Linked DNA regions of Mus musculus: all the other regions are linked to region 2. A link is a contact called in public ChIA-PET, HiChIP or PLAC-seq and promoter capture Hi-C data. All regions are on one chromosome and are shown on one strand. Each heading gives the region's core, a stretch centred on a gene start, on an enhancer-like site or on the middle of the called end of the contact. The rest is flanking DNA. Distances are from core to core; before and after follow the strand shown. Region 1 holds the start of Hrct1 (histidine rich carboxyl terminus 1). Region 2 holds the start of Ccin (calicin). Region 3 holds the start of Ccdc107 (coiled-coil domain containing 107). Region 4 holds the start of Hint2 (histidine triad nucleotide binding protein 2). Region 5 holds the start of Melk (maternal embryonic leucine zipper kinase).

Region 1 (2,700 bases), core at 38-2,537, 260 kb before region 2:
GCAGGGTAGTCTCCAGGTTGTGTGGGGTGGGCATCTCCTTGGAAAACTCCTGTAAAGTTATCCATTTAATGCTCCCTTCTTCATGCCCCTTTCCTCTCCCTCCTCCCTTCTCCCTCCTCCCCTCTCCACCAGCTCCCATAGGACTTTTTCTTCAATGTGCCTCTAGGGAAGGCAGCTGGCTCCAAAGCCCCAGGAGTCTGCAGGAGGAGTTCTCTATACAAGCCTCATTAAAAGTTCAAGTGACTTCTCCAGAGGGCCAGGAAGCCTCTGGAGACTAGCCTCCCTCGAAACCAGCTTGGCCAAAGGTGATGTACAACCCTTTGAGCTGCTGTGGCAGCTTTTCAGTAAAGATGTCAGAGAAAGCAGCTGTGACTGGGATTAGAGCAGGGGAGTGTCCCTGGAGTTTGCTTCTGCTGTGGGATCTCCAGAGAGGACACGGTGGGCTCGAGGAAGGGCCTTGACCAACTTTACAGAGTGGAGCTACTGCAGAGCTGGAGCCAGTCTGAGGTTTGGGGGCTGAGCACTCTCCAGAAGGAGCTTTGAGGAATGGGTTGAAGGACCCCTGAGGACCCTGGCCACAGAGCTTGGGCTTTGGGGAGCCCAGTCCGCTTGCGTACAACAGAGATGCTGGGGACACCCTGAATCCCAGCCTCATCCTTGGTGACTAGGGGGCCAGAGGATTTAGAACCAGTAACGAGAGAATGGAAGACTGTGCACATTCTGGTCACCAAACAAGTTCCCAGGCAGGTAGGAATGACCCGAGCTTTGTGACAGGGCAGATGATAGGGCAACGGGACTGCCATCCACTGACATTGTTGACCGGGGAGATAAGGGGCTGACCTGTGTGACCTCAAGTGGCTTCCTTTCTGCTTCCTGTTAACCCAAAGTTGACAAGCCTTCTGGCTTCCTATACCCAACAGGAGAAGCATCCCTGGATGATGAACGGCTTGTGGCCCTCATCAGGCTCCACCCATCCCTGACTGACATTCACAGGACTTGGGCTAACTCACTGATCCTCAGCAGCAGAGGATGTTGCAGGCTACAGATAGTCGCGGAGCTAGGGAATCGTGTGCATCCTAAGCCTACACTTTTAATCTCCATACAGTGGTTCCTAGGAGAAAAGCTGAAGCCCAGAGGAGGGCCCTCCTTCTGCCAGGAGGCAGGAATAGATGGAATATTGACCTCATATCCCTGATTCAGGCCCTCCCCTTAAGCAAGCCAGTCCCACAGCTCCTTGGTCTCCACCCACTCTTCCTTCACGGCCTCCCCCTTCCTACTCCAAACAGCCTCTGGCTGTTGAGAAGCCTGTCCAAACAGACCTCTCCCACATTCCCTGGCTGTTCTCCAGTCTGCAGGAGCCGAGACACCCTTGAGTTCAGTGACTGTGAGGGCTGAGCAGAGGCTGCTGAAGGGAGCCACTGAGTGAAGTGCAGAGATCCTCTGGCTTCCAGATGTTAGGCCTTCTGGGGAACACGACCCTTGTGTGCTGGATCACGGGCACAGCACTGGCGTTTTTGATGTTGCTGTGGCTGATGGCCCTCTGCCTTTTCCACAGATCACAGGAGCATGACGTGGAGAGAAACCGAGTCCGACAAGCCCGGCCTCGACTCTTCCATGGCCGGCGCCTGCGTCTCCCAAGACTTGTTCACCATCACCACCATCACCATGTGACCGGGGTGACCAGTGTGGGCGTTCACCACCACCATCACCATTCTCCCCATCGTCTCCACCACCACAAGCACCACCACCGCCACCACCATGCTCATGGAGCCCGCCGCTGAGGCCAATAGATAGCATCTACCTGGCTCTGCCCTCCATCCAGCAGCAACATGAGTGGATCCTGATGCTGCCACGGAAAAGGATGTGCCTCTGGGATGAAGGGGGGTACTGGGACCCTGGTCCTGCTTGGGTTTCATTTGCATATGAGCCCTTCTCCCTATGTGCAACAGAGACCCACCTGGGTGGCCCTCTACACAATGTGGGGCTTGAGCTTCGAGCAGGGCTGGCTGAGTTTCCTACCTTGTGACTGCAACTCCTGGTGACCCTGGAAGTAACAAGGGTATCTGGCAGAACCAGAGCCCAGGTGGAGATGGAGAGTTCTTCTGATTGGGGAGGCCCTGTGATGAGCTTCCAGGGGCAGACTGTGGTACGGGCATTCACTGCTGCTTGGCTGTAAGAAATAAAAGCCACCAGGAAGCTTTTTGTGTGAACTGGTTCTTGACTGTGGCACAGTGGGAGGGAGGGAGTCATGAGGGCCCTGGGAACTCTTCTGGAAGGAGCTGAGCCTGGGGTCTGGAACAGAGAGAAGTAGGTGGTCCCCGCCTAAGCTCTGAGGAAGAATTCAGTGTGGACGGCCCAGAGCTTTGGAGAAGGGACAGTTGAGACCCCTAGCCTGGGTTCTAGCTCTCGGAGCACCCTGCCTGAGTGCTCCTCCTAGCCTGGTCCAGAGCAGGAACCAACCCTGGGTTCAGTGTCTGTTTGGGGACTGAATAGGGATTCTTATGCAGACTCTGAGTCTCCAGCCAGCCTGTCTGCAGATGCACAGTAGCAGCTGATAAGACCAGAGGGAGGGAACAGTTAACTGCTTGGCATGCCGGGTGGCCTCAAGAGAATGTGCCTGGCCTGAGCCTCAGTTTTTCCTTCCTTAAAATGGAATGGATAGTAGAGACTCCTACCACAGTCAACAGGCATGCAAAGGAC
Region 2 (2,700 bases), core at 88-2,587:
TGGGTATGGAGCTGACAGTCACTCTGGGAGGGGCGTTCAGGAGGACCAGAAGGTCTGGAGTGAGGCTTGGAGCCCACAGTGGAGATGGGGTCTGCAGTCAGGTCCTCCTGACCAGTACAAGTGACCATATGGCACGGTTCTTCCTAAGAGGTCCCAGGGTGGCTTTGGTCATACACCATTGCCGGGCTCTGTCCACATCTGTAAAATGAGAACAGGTGTGGGTCTGCCACACTGTGAGCCCCGGGTCCAGACGTATGAGTTTCAGAGTCGCTCCTACACAAAGGAGCCCTAGGCGGGACAAAGCAGGCAGAAAGGGACGCCCCGGGGCGGGTGAGTTTCCTCTCTACGCCATTGGAGAAGCTGAGCACGGAGGCGGCGTGCTTCTGGCCAGGAGGTGACCCTGCAGCGCCACCGTGCGGCCGAAGCAGGCTCCTATAACCCGTCGAGGGCTTCGGGGATGCCCACAGCTGTGGTTATATCAACTAAGAAACAAGAACTGGCATTTATTGGAACGTTTGCTGTAAGCTAAGCGCTGTGCCTGCTGCACTTTGAAGCGAGTATTCTCATCTCACAGAAGAGGAATCTGAGGCCTGAGTGAACTGGTCTAAGAAACTCGGAGTGGAGAGGCCGAATCAGGCATTTCCCCAGCATTTTACTAGATACTTGGAAACCTGGTATGGGAAGTTTCCAAACCTGGTATGGGAGGTTGGAAACCTGGTACTGGCGTTTCCAAGTCCTCCCATCTTCCTAGGGCTGGCTGGCCCCTCCATTTCTGCTCCAGTGAGTGTCACCCACTTCTCCATGAAAACTGTATTCTGACTACAGAGATCAGAAGCCAGAGGGTTTGTCTTCTCAGACGTCCAGGAACCTTGGTAGAAAAAAGGGCCTTCAGGGCCTAAGAATTGAACCATGAAAACTGTCTGGTCCCCACTTCCTGAAGGGGTGAAAGGGTTGTAACGCCCCACACTGTGGGAGTTCCAGGTTTGCTCTGCCTCTAACTGCCTCTGTGACAGGGGGAGTCCTTCCTCAGCAGGACTTCAGCCTTCTGGTTAAAAGGGAGGCTTCTAGATCATGGTAACCTCTCCTCCCACCCTAAATTTTCCCTCTCCACAGCTGCTCTCTGCCCCACCCAAACCAGTTCGAACATTCCCGGCGAAGCCGAGGACTGTGACTTGAAAGGCCCAGGGGGACACCGTGGCCCCATTCCAGAGCTTCCTCTGAAGCTCTGGGGAGAGAAAGGCCTGGGGGCGGGGAGGGGGCTACATTATGATGACCTCATCCATTCTATGACGTCACCCTCTCTCCCACGCCCACTCCTCTCTGGTCAGCTGCTCTGCAAACAACCATCAGTACAAACCCCAAAGGCCTGGAAAAGTCTGCCCTCCGGTACCTGCTACGAATCTTCTGTCTCGGCCAACAAGAAGCACCATGAAACTGGAATTCACAGAGAAAAACTACAACAGCTTTGTGCTGCAAAACCTGAACAAACAGAGGAAGCGTAAAGAGTACTGGGACATGGCCCTGACTGTGGACCATCATGTCTTCTTCGCACATCGCAACGTGCTGGCTGCCGTCTCTCCACTAGTGAAAAGCCTCATCTCCAGCAACGACATGAAGACCACCGATGAACTCTACATCACCATCGACCCCAACTACCTGAGCCCAGCCACGGTGGACCAGCTCCTGGATTACTTCTACAGCGGCAAAGTGGTGATCTCAGAGCAGAACGTGGAGGAGCTGCTCCGGGGCGCACAGTATTTCAATACCCCACGCCTTCGGATTCACTGCAATGACTTCCTTATTAAGTCTATTCGCCGCGTCAACTGCTTGCGCTACCTCTTCTTGGCTGAGCTGTTCGAGCTCAAAGAAGTATCAGACTTGGCCTACTCTGGCATTCGTGACAACTTCCACTTCTGGGCCAGTCCCGAGGGCTCTATGCACTTCATGCGCTGCCCACCCGTCATCTTCGGTCGCCTGCTCCGGGATGAAAACCTCCACGTGCTCAACGAGGACCAGGCGCTCAGCGCACTCATCAGTTGGGTGTACTTCCGGAAGGAGGAGCGGGAAAAATACTTCAAGAAGTTCTTCAATTACATCAATCTCAATGCGGTCTCCAACAAGACGCTGATGTTTGCCAGCAACAAGCTGGTTGGCTTGGAGAACAACTCTGCCCACGCGACCTTGATCGAAAGTGTCCTGATGGACCGCAAGCAGGAGCGCCCGTGCAGCCTGCTGAGCTACCAGCGGAAAGGGGCCCTGCTTGACTCGGTGGTCATCCTGGGTGGCCAGAAGGCCCACGGTAAGTTCAACGATGGGGTGTTTGCCTATATCATCCAGGAGAACCTGTGGCTGAAGCTCTCAGAGATGCCATACCGGGCAGCCGCGCTCAGTGCCACTGCTGCTGGCCGTTACATCTACATATCCGGTGGCACCACTGAGCAGATTTCAGGACTGAAGACAGCGTGGCGGTATGACATGGACGACAACTCCTGGACCAAGCTACCTGACCTGCCCATTGGGCTTGTCTTCCACACCATGGTGACCTGCGGGGGAACAGTTTACTCAGTGGGTGGGAGCATTGCCCCACGCCGGTACGTCTCTAACATTTATCGCTATGATGAACGCAAGGAAGCCTGGTGCTTGGCGGGGAAGATGAGCATCCCTATGGACGGGACAGCAGTCATCACTAAGGGTGACCGG
Region 3 (2,700 bases), core at 78-2,577, 490 kb before region 2:
GTCTTCATTCCTTTTGTTCGGTTTTGAGAGAGGGTCTCACTATGTAGACCAGGCCTTGAACTCATAGAGATCTGTCTGCTTTTGTCTCCCCACTGCTGGGATTAAAGGAGTGTGGTGCCACATCTGGCAGCTCTGTGAATCTTATGTGCTTGCTACTACATAATCCCAGCATTTGAGAAATGGAAGCAGGAGGGTTAGGAGTTCTAGGCCAGCTCCAGCTACATGAGAATGAAGCCAGCCCAGGTTACATGAGACCCAGAAGGACCTAGTTGTATATTTGCCTTTTGAGTCGCTGTGAACATTCATTCATTAATTTCATTCACTTCCTCAAGTTCCCCTAGCAACAAGTGACTAGGCTCGGACAGTAAAATGGAAAAAAACAAAAAAGCAAAACCCACAGTCTTGCTCTCTTTGGACTAGCAGTCTAAAAAAAGAATTACAGCTATTAAAGAATAAATTAGGAATTCAGATTTGTCTCCGTTTTCTTTCTTCTTTTCTTAGGAAAGGGTGACCTTGATTTCCTAATTAGTACATTCACATCTGGCTCTGAAGGTTGTATAGAAATAAAAGTGGCCGGGCGTGGTGGCGCACGCCTTTAATCCCAGCACTCGGGAGGCAGAGGCAGGAGGATTTCTGAGTTCGAGGCCAGCCTGGTCTACAAAGTGAGTGCCAGGACAGCCAGGGCTACACAGAGAAACCCTGTCAAAAAACCAAAATACAAACAAACAAAAATAAATAAATAAAAGTGTAGCCGCGCTGAGAATGAGCCCCGTGTGGTTGGTGCGAGCCAGGTCGCACTGCCTGCGTCACTATGTGAGCTGACGGATGACGCCCCGCTGCACGCCGCTCAGCTCGCCCCGGAGGGGTCGCTTCTTGGCGGGCTAACAGTGACTTGCGGGGGAAGTCTACGCGCGTGTGCACGCGGCACTCTCTGCCCGTGGTCCGGGGACTTTCCCCTAGGCGAAAGGATAAGGAACATGTCCCTCGTATGTAGCCTAGGAAACAGGCCTTCAGAGCGAGCTGCCTTAGCTTCTAGGCGCGACTAATTTATGACTCTACAACAGGCTTAATTTTTTGGTTATGGTGAGAAAATTGGTCTCTCTAGGTAGAAAAACAATGAGCCATTGTTTTAGGCATGATACTTTATCCTGAAAGATTCTGGAGACATAATTGTTTAAGAAAGCTATAAATAGATAGGTCATTAATTAATGTAGGAACGCTAGGTGGGCGTGGTTTATGCAAATATTGCTTAAACCCATCCTGAGATGGGCGTGGCCGCCTTAAGGGACTCAGCCCCCCCGATGTAGGCGTGGTCTCCTGCGCGTGCGCACTACGGCCGGAGGCCCAGCGCTGGAACGCGGGGTACCCGGCGTGCGATTCTGGTGGGCCAGGCATGGAGGGCGCTGGCCCCGTGTTGAGTATTCTGGGGCTGCTGCTTGTGTCTGCGCCTTTTGGAGTCCTTGGGGAGCGCCCCAGCGCCGATCTGGGGGCACACCCAGGTACCTGCGAGAGCTGCTGGAGGGAGGCTGGGACTGCCTAGTAGAAACTGACCGATGGCTTTAATCCACAGAACGGGGCTCCCAGGTCAGTCCGGGAACCACCGAACCTCGGCGGCAGCCGCCACCCAAGGATCAGCGCGAGCGAGCCCGGGCCGGATCGCTGTCTTTGGGCGCTCTGTACACCGCGGCCGTCGTGGCTTTTGTGCTGTTCAAGTGTTTGCAGGTGCGGTATGGCGGTGGGTTGTGGGAGCCCTGGGCCTTAATCTCCTGGGGCCGCTACAGTACCAAGAACAACCGCTTCCCGGCTACCTGTAAAATGAAGGCTCGTTCCTTGGTTTTTCCACATTATTGGGGCATTCGAGGATCCAGAGAGATAATGGATGTAGGGGGCTGAGAAATTGTAGAAACCGTTACTTTTACTCCTCTCTCCAGTGACGATCGATTTTCAATCTGGAGCTCATCCACTTAGTGTCTGATGTAAGTGGGGTTTTAACCCAACTAGTGTCAGTATGCAAAAAAAGAAGTTGCTGCTGAGGCTCCAACCTTGGCCCAAGGAGTTAATCGCGGCAGCAACAGAGTGTCTAGTGGACCAGACACCAAGCCGTTTCGTGCTCTCCTTAGGAAGGAAACCCTGAAATGTGAACTGACTGTACATTCTGATTACTTTGAAACTGTTGACATGGAAAGTGGAACCTACCACCCAGTGCTTTATCTTCAACTCTGGTCAATTACTTGCACAGGGGAATAGAGGCTGAACTAATTAGTAACATAAAACTAGATGAGATTAAAGAGCCAGGCAGACTTGACAGGCTAGGATGAAGATTGGAGTTTAAAGATAGATTAATAAATTCTACCCAGGCGTAGTGTTAGACGCCTTTAATCCCAGCATTCAGGGGAGACAGAGGCAGGAACAGCTCTTGTGAGTTCGAGACCAGTATTTCTGTCTTATGCATGGAGAAGAATACATAAGCAGTTGAGAAGAGGAGCGGGACCCGTGGAAGAGAGGTAGGCATGGCGGCTGACAGTTTCACGGTGTTATGATAACCCACTTTCCAATTAAAGGTTCTGAAGGAGGCTTGTGCTTTATCTACCTATCAGAGCACTGGGAGAATTGTATCCTAAAAATAAACCATAGGGCACTGCCTTTTAGAGCAAAGAGCACTATATAGACTTTTTGTTGTTGGGTTTTTTGTTTTGTTTT
Region 4 (2,700 bases), core at 124-2,623, 330 kb before region 2:
GGGAGAGAGTAATTTCCCCAAACACTTAGTTGAGGTTGGAAGATGCTGGGCTCTGAGTGTTACTAACACCATTCTTCTAAGAACCTATTAGTGCTTTTCACTCCAAGGAAAAATTCCTGACTTTCAGAGCCTGAAGAGTAGGCCAGGTGATGGTGGACCTGGTTACAGAACACGCAGTGATTCCTATGCGGGACTTAGGAGTGCAACTGATTCCTGTAACAGTGCCTGAGAAATCTAGCACTACCCAGGTAAGAAGACCCAGAAGGGCAGTTTCAAGAGTGAGGTTTTCCCCTGGGTGTGGAGTCGTACATTTGTAATTCCAGCACCTAGGTCAGGGAGGCAGGAGGATTGGCTACGTTTAGAGACTCTTGGCTGGTGTGGGATACATAAGACTCTGTTCCCCAAAGCAAGACAACATTGAGGCCTCAGTTCCAACGCTACCCTTGCATACATCAGATGAATGCCCCTGACAACTTCAAAGCATGAATGAAACTCTTTACTGTTTTTAACGTATTTCTACTACACGTTTTCTGATCTTTAAGCCTTGTTACTTGATTTAATGTATTTGTCCTGACACTGGCTGATTTCTCATTTGGGTGTCAAATCTTATTGTGCAGCTTTCCTGTTAGTGTTTCTATGCAGGCCAAGCTGGCGCAGTCCTGGTAATTCTGCTGCCACAGTCTCCCACATTGCTGGGATTATAGGAATGCGCCACCATGCTTGGCTTCTACACTGGACTTTCGGTTCCAGTCATGTGAATCAGCGGAGTTACGGAAGAGTTCAGCTAAGTGAACTAGGCTGTACCTGAGGGGATAATAGGTAGGGATATCCCAGTTTCCCACCGGTTCAGAGAGGGCTGGAGCCAGTGTGTGACACTGAAGCAAAACAGTGGGGTCAATGAAATCGCTGCTGCGTGTGGTGGTGTGTGAAAGATGAAGGAGCAAAACTGGTGCACATTATAGGGTCAGAGGTCCGAGGAAGACAGCCGGCTAGCTCCCAGAAGGGAGCACTCACTTCTTGCAAGGGGCACGGTTGAGGTAAGCCGAGAGCTGGCTCCCGGACAGCAGCACACGCTCCATCTCAACCGAGACGCCCCCCGGCTGTTCCCAGAAGCGGTCGCAGGCAGATCGCTTCTCTCCGGGACTGGAGTCAGACCTGCCCGCCCGCAGAGTCCCGGAATTTGACCCTTGGTCGAGGCAGTGGCTCCGCGGGGATGAGTGCTGCGCGTGCCGGGCCCGGAACGCGCCAGTGCCTGCAAGACCCCTCGTCCCTCTGGCTGCTTCTCACCTGCGCCCCCCGGGCCCCCGCGGCAGCCAGGGTTCTGCGCGCAGCGCGCAAGCCCACGGCCAGCAGCACAGCAGCAGCCATCTTCCTGAGAGTGTCGCCTGCAGGCGCAGCCCCATTGGCCGTGGCCTGCTGGGGGGCGGGTCCCGTCGTACATCTCATTGGCTGCCTCTGCGAACGCAGGGCCAATTTTTGTTTGGTAGCGTGAAAACTCTTTTTCCATTGGGTCCCTACGCAGTTTCACTCTGAGATACATTCCCATTCCATTGGAAGGACTAAACCTGGGGGTGGGATATTCTCCTAATGGACTCAGGTTCGCCACCTTGACCAAGCGCTCGTTCTCGGCCTGTCCCTTTTAGCTCTGGCCCCTCTTGAGGGGTAAGGGGGGTGAAGAGGGCGGGGCCTCGCCACCTGCTGTACAAAAGGCTAAAAGTAGCGCAGACCCATCTCCGCATTGGTCAGGAGGGCGGGGTTCTGAGGACATTCGGTGTTTATTGGCTCCCGAAGAACATGGGCGGGACTCAAGGTGAATTGGGACCTTTTTTTTTTTTTTTTTTTTTTTTAAAATCTGTAGGGTAGGCACCCAGTCTTTTCTTAACAATTTCAGCCTTTGGACCACTGCAAAGATTTAAAACATATCGTATGAAAATATCTTTTTAAAATCGAGATCAATTTCTTCCTGTTCTTGCTCCCACTTACATCAGTTTTCAGGGCATTTTTTTTTCCTTAAACGAGTGAGGATGTATGTTATACTATGCGTTATTCTTTTCTCCACTTCATAAATGGTGGGTGGTATCGTTACCTCTGTGCCCAGCATTTTCAGTGAGGCAGGTCTGATTGTATACACTTTTTTTAAATACAAAAATTGTGTGTGTGTGTGTGTGTATACGCCTGTGGGTTATGTGCATATGGATGCTATAAGGCGTAGGATGTCCTGGCGCTGGAGTTACAGGCTGTTGAGAGCCACCTGATGTATGTGCTGGTAGCTGAATTCCAGTGCTCTCCAAGTTCAGTATATGTCCTTAGCTGCTTAGCCATCTCTCCAGCCCTTAAAGATTTATTTGTTTACATGTGGGTGTATGTGCAAGCCCATGTGGGTGTCTGTAGAGGCCAGAAGAGGGTGCCAAAGATGCCTCCTTAAAGCTGGAGTTACATACACATAGTGTGAGCCTCCTGATGTGAACCAAGTTTAAGTCCTCTACAAGTATAGCAAGCACTGAACCATCTCGCCAGTTCTGCTTCATGTTTTGAAATAAGAAACACAGTATTTCCCTTGAGCAGCAGAGGCAGGAGGATCACTCATGATTTCCAGGCCAGTGTGGTCTACACAGCAAGACTCTGTCTCAAAAAAACACTAGTATCCCCTCACTCCCACCCCTCTAAATACTCACCACCTGGAGAGTTCTGGTCTGGCAC
Region 5 (2,700 bases), core at 169-2,668, 320 kb after region 2:
ACTCATGCAACCTATGTAAGTTTTATAATGACCAAGCTCATGACTAGGTATAATAGGGATGCTATGATGAAAAATACTTCTATTGGCATACTGGGTGTTTATGGCGCATTGAATTTTTCTTTCTTTCTTTTTTCTTTTTCTTTTTTTCCAAAAATCATTTCTGTATTTGTTTGCAGGGAGGGGTAAATGAGGAAGTCAGATTTCTGGGGATTGAATTTAGGTTTTCAGGGCTGGTGGCAAGTATCTTTACCCATGAGCCACATTGCTAGCATCTTGATGGGTAGTTAATTTAGTTCCTAAGGTTTTATAACTTATAGCAACAGATTTTAGTAAGAATTATGAGATGCACAGGGAAAAGTGGCACAATGTTAGAGCTCTTGCTTAGAATAGCCAAGGCCAGGGAGAGCCCTCCCATGAACCAGAAGGGGGAAAAAGATCAGGGGAAAGAGGGGTCAATGGGTAATGGCAATTGGTACCAAGTTGACAGCTTGACTTGATTAGTTAGACCCATTAGGTGGCAAGAGAGAACCAACTCTTGAAAGTTGTCCTCTAACTGCCACAGGTGTGAAGTGACACGTGCCCCCCTTCCCACAAGCACGCACTCGAATAAATGAATGTAATGAAAAATTAAGAACATAAAAAACTTAATTATATGAAAACTTTTTTTTTTTGTTTTGTTTTTGTTTTTCGAGACAGGGTTTCTCTGTGTAGTCCTGGCTGTCCTGGAACTCACTCTGTAGACTAGGCTGGCCTCGAACTCAGAAATCTGCCTGCCTCTGCCTCCAAAGTGCTGGGATTAAAATATGAAAACTTAGCAAGTCAATGTCTTCTGGAAAAAATTTCCTTGTCCCTATGAGATATGCACACTGCAGTTAGTAAAGGCAAACTATTAAAAAAAAAAAAGGAAGTGAAGATGAGAGAGGGTTTTGGGTGGTGTGGGGAGCAAGAAGGGAGAATAAAGTGGATATGATCAACATACATTGTATACGTGTATGAAAGTGTCGAAGAATAATGGTATTTTTAAAAAAATAAAAATATTCTTAAAAAAAAAGAAAGAAGGAGGCAAGGCCTTAAGTCTTCAGTCAGTATCTTTTTTTTTTTTTTAAATTAGGTATTTTCTTCATTTACATTTCCAATGCTATCCCAAAAGTCCCCATACCCTCCCCCCCCCACAACTCCCCTACCCTCCCACTCGCACTTCTTGGCCCTGGCGTTCCCATGTACTGAGGCTTAAGTCAGTATCTTAAAGTCTTCACCATCACCGATCCTGAGCATTTGACATCCTACACATTTAGTATCCCATCAAAAGTTTGAGCCTATCTCGCCCCGCCCCACCATCGCTCCGCCCAGTTTTCTCCCGGCCCCGCCCCACCTCCCTGGGACTGGGCTCCCTTGGGCCCCGCCTCTTCCGGCCCGCGAGGTTTGATTCCTTTGGCGGGCGGAAGCTGCTGGAACTTGAATCCTGCAGAAATTCCCACCGACTTGTTCCGGCTTTGCTAGACTCTGCAGCCGGCTGCTTCACCTTCTGTCCTGTTCGGTCCTGTTCGGTCCTTGCTGGGCCCGCTGCCCTTCAGGTCAGTTCTTCCGTCCTCGGGCCGCACTCTGGGCCTCGTGGGGCGTGGCCGGGAGACGGAGTTTCCCTGGGGTTCCACCCATCAGCACTGTTCTCTGTGAGAACGTCTAGGTTTTTCGACCCTGGCTTTCACAGATGGTGGATGGTAGTTTTTTTTTTTTTTTTTTTTTTTTTTTGTCTCGGGTTCTGAGATGTATCTTGCGTCTTGAACTCACTGGTCTCGAACTCACTTTGTAGCCAAAGTGGTCCTTGAATTCTGGATCCTCCTGCCTTACCTTCCTGAGCGCAGGAGATACAGGCGTGAGCGCTCCCCACTCCCCATTCCCCGCTCAGCGGGTAATTGATAAAGTTTGACAGAGCATTTGACGCCCCGGAGGCTCCCATAATGGGAATTTCCAGTTCTGTTTCAGTGCTTTTGACTGTCTGCAAAAGCGATTCAGAGATGGGCTTTGAGGCACTTACACTTTTCAACTCAGTTTTCTGGGGTATTCCAGTTAAAAGAGAAATGTGTGTAACCCCTTTGTAGAGCCCAAATCCTTCCTCACCTTGCACCTCTAAAGCAAGTGGCCCGAGACTCGTATTGTAAGGACGCCCAGAGGCTATAGCAGTAAATGGAGGAGCCAGGTGGCTCCTGCCAAGAAGGGTGTGGAGGGGAGCAGTTCCCTGCTTCTCATCCCAAGGCAGGAGCTCACACTAAGGTGAGGTAGTGAGTGTTCTAGTCTCACCTTAGGTAGATTTCTGTGGTTAATGGAGGAGGAGGAAGAGAGGGTTTCAGAGGGGTCTGAAACGTTGGCTAGAGAATTTAGTCCCAACTTTTGTTCATGTTTTGGCTTCTGTTTCTTCTTAAACACCTTCGTGGAAACAGTGGCTCTGTCCCTTTTATCTATTATGAACCAACTAGATGGACAGGTTAGTCCCTAAATGCTTTTGGGAATGAATGCCTCTATTGCTGCTCTCAGAAATCTCCGCAAAGGAGCAGAAGGGTGCCGCCACTCAACTGTATTCTAAGGCCAGGTTGTAAGCCATTCTGCACTCTCATCTGAAATGACCAGATCAGTGTCAATGAGCACGAGAGGCAAGTTAATGTGTTTTGTAGTAAGTGATAGCATGGCTCAAATAACACCATA

What was found. Promoter capture Hi-C pulls out the DNA fragments that hold promoters and counts their contacts. ChIA-PET counts read pairs in DNA pulled down with a chosen protein or histone mark. HiChIP or PLAC-seq counts read pairs in DNA pulled down with a chosen protein or histone mark. Capture Hi-C pulls out chosen DNA fragments and counts their contacts.
Region 1: a FOXA1 HiChIP or PLAC-seq map of pancreatic cancer cells shows a contact between it and region 2. The contact joins the promoter of Hrct1 here to the promoter of Ccin in region 2. A contact is called at or near these places in 4 of 39 promoter capture datasets (the 3T3-L1 cell line, 3T3-L1-derived adipocytes, embryonic stem cells and 1 more), 5 of 484 Hi-C or Micro-C datasets (the G1E-ER4 cell line, embryonic stem cells, liver and 1 more), 8 of 115 datasets of contacts at active chromatin or transcription factors (astrocytes, embryonic limb bud, embryonic stem cells and 3 more) and 3 of 9 other capture datasets (adipose tissue, embryonic stem cells and macrophages).
Region 3: a promoter capture Hi-C map of neural stem cells shows a contact between it and region 2. The contact joins the promoter of Ccdc107 here to the promoter of Ccin in region 2. A contact is called at or near these places in 1 of 39 promoter capture datasets (neural stem cells) and 1 of 115 datasets of contacts at active chromatin or transcription factors (extraembryonic endoderm stem cells).
Region 4: a contact with region 2 is called in a promoter capture Hi-C map of liver. The contact joins the promoter of Hint2 here to the promoter of Ccin in region 2. A contact is called at or near these places in 1 of 39 promoter capture datasets (neural stem cells), 3 of 115 datasets of contacts at active chromatin or transcription factors (bone marrow-derived macrophages, embryonic stem cells and memory CD8 T cells) and 2 of 9 other capture datasets (adipose tissue and liver).
Region 5: an RNA polymerase II ChIA-PET map of memory CD8 T cells shows a contact between it and region 2, with 20 read pairs. The contact joins the promoter of Melk here to the promoter of Ccin in region 2. A contact is called at or near these places in 1 of 39 promoter capture datasets (pre-B cells), 1 of 484 Hi-C or Micro-C datasets (embryonic stem cells) and 2 of 115 datasets of contacts at active chromatin or transcription factors (embryonic stem cells and memory CD8 T cells).

Annotation. Positions count from the first base shown.
Region 1 is chr4:43,725,911-43,728,610 of GRCm38.p6, forward strand. It overlaps Hrct1 (histidine rich carboxyl terminus 1), which reads left to right and starts at 1,288. Exons shown (of 1, transcript NM_027511.1): 1 at 1,288-2,200. The coding sequence starts at 1,452. The coding sequence ends at 1,781.
Region 2 is chr4:43,982,167-43,984,866 of GRCm38.p6, forward strand. Ccin (calicin) reads left to right here and starts at 1,338. Exons shown (of 1, transcript NM_001002787.2): 1 at 1,338-2,700. The coding sequence starts at 1,429.
Region 3 is chr4:43,492,038-43,494,737 of GRCm38.p6, forward strand. Ccdc107 (coiled-coil domain containing 107) reads left to right here and starts at 1,328. Exons shown (of 6, transcript NM_001037913.2): 1 at 1,328-1,499; 2 at 1,571-1,722. The coding sequence starts at 1,394. It also overlaps Rmrp.
Region 4 is chr4:43,655,072-43,657,771 of GRCm38.p6, forward strand. Hint2 (histidine triad nucleotide binding protein 2) reads right to left here and starts at 1,374. Exons shown (of 5, transcript NM_026871.1): 1 at 1,288-1,374. The coding sequence starts at 1,368. It also overlaps the pseudogene Gm4748.
Region 5 is chr4:44,299,499-44,302,198 of GRCm38.p6, forward strand. Melk (maternal embryonic leucine zipper kinase) reads left to right here and starts at 1,419. Exons shown (of 18, transcript NM_010790.2): 1 at 1,419-1,574.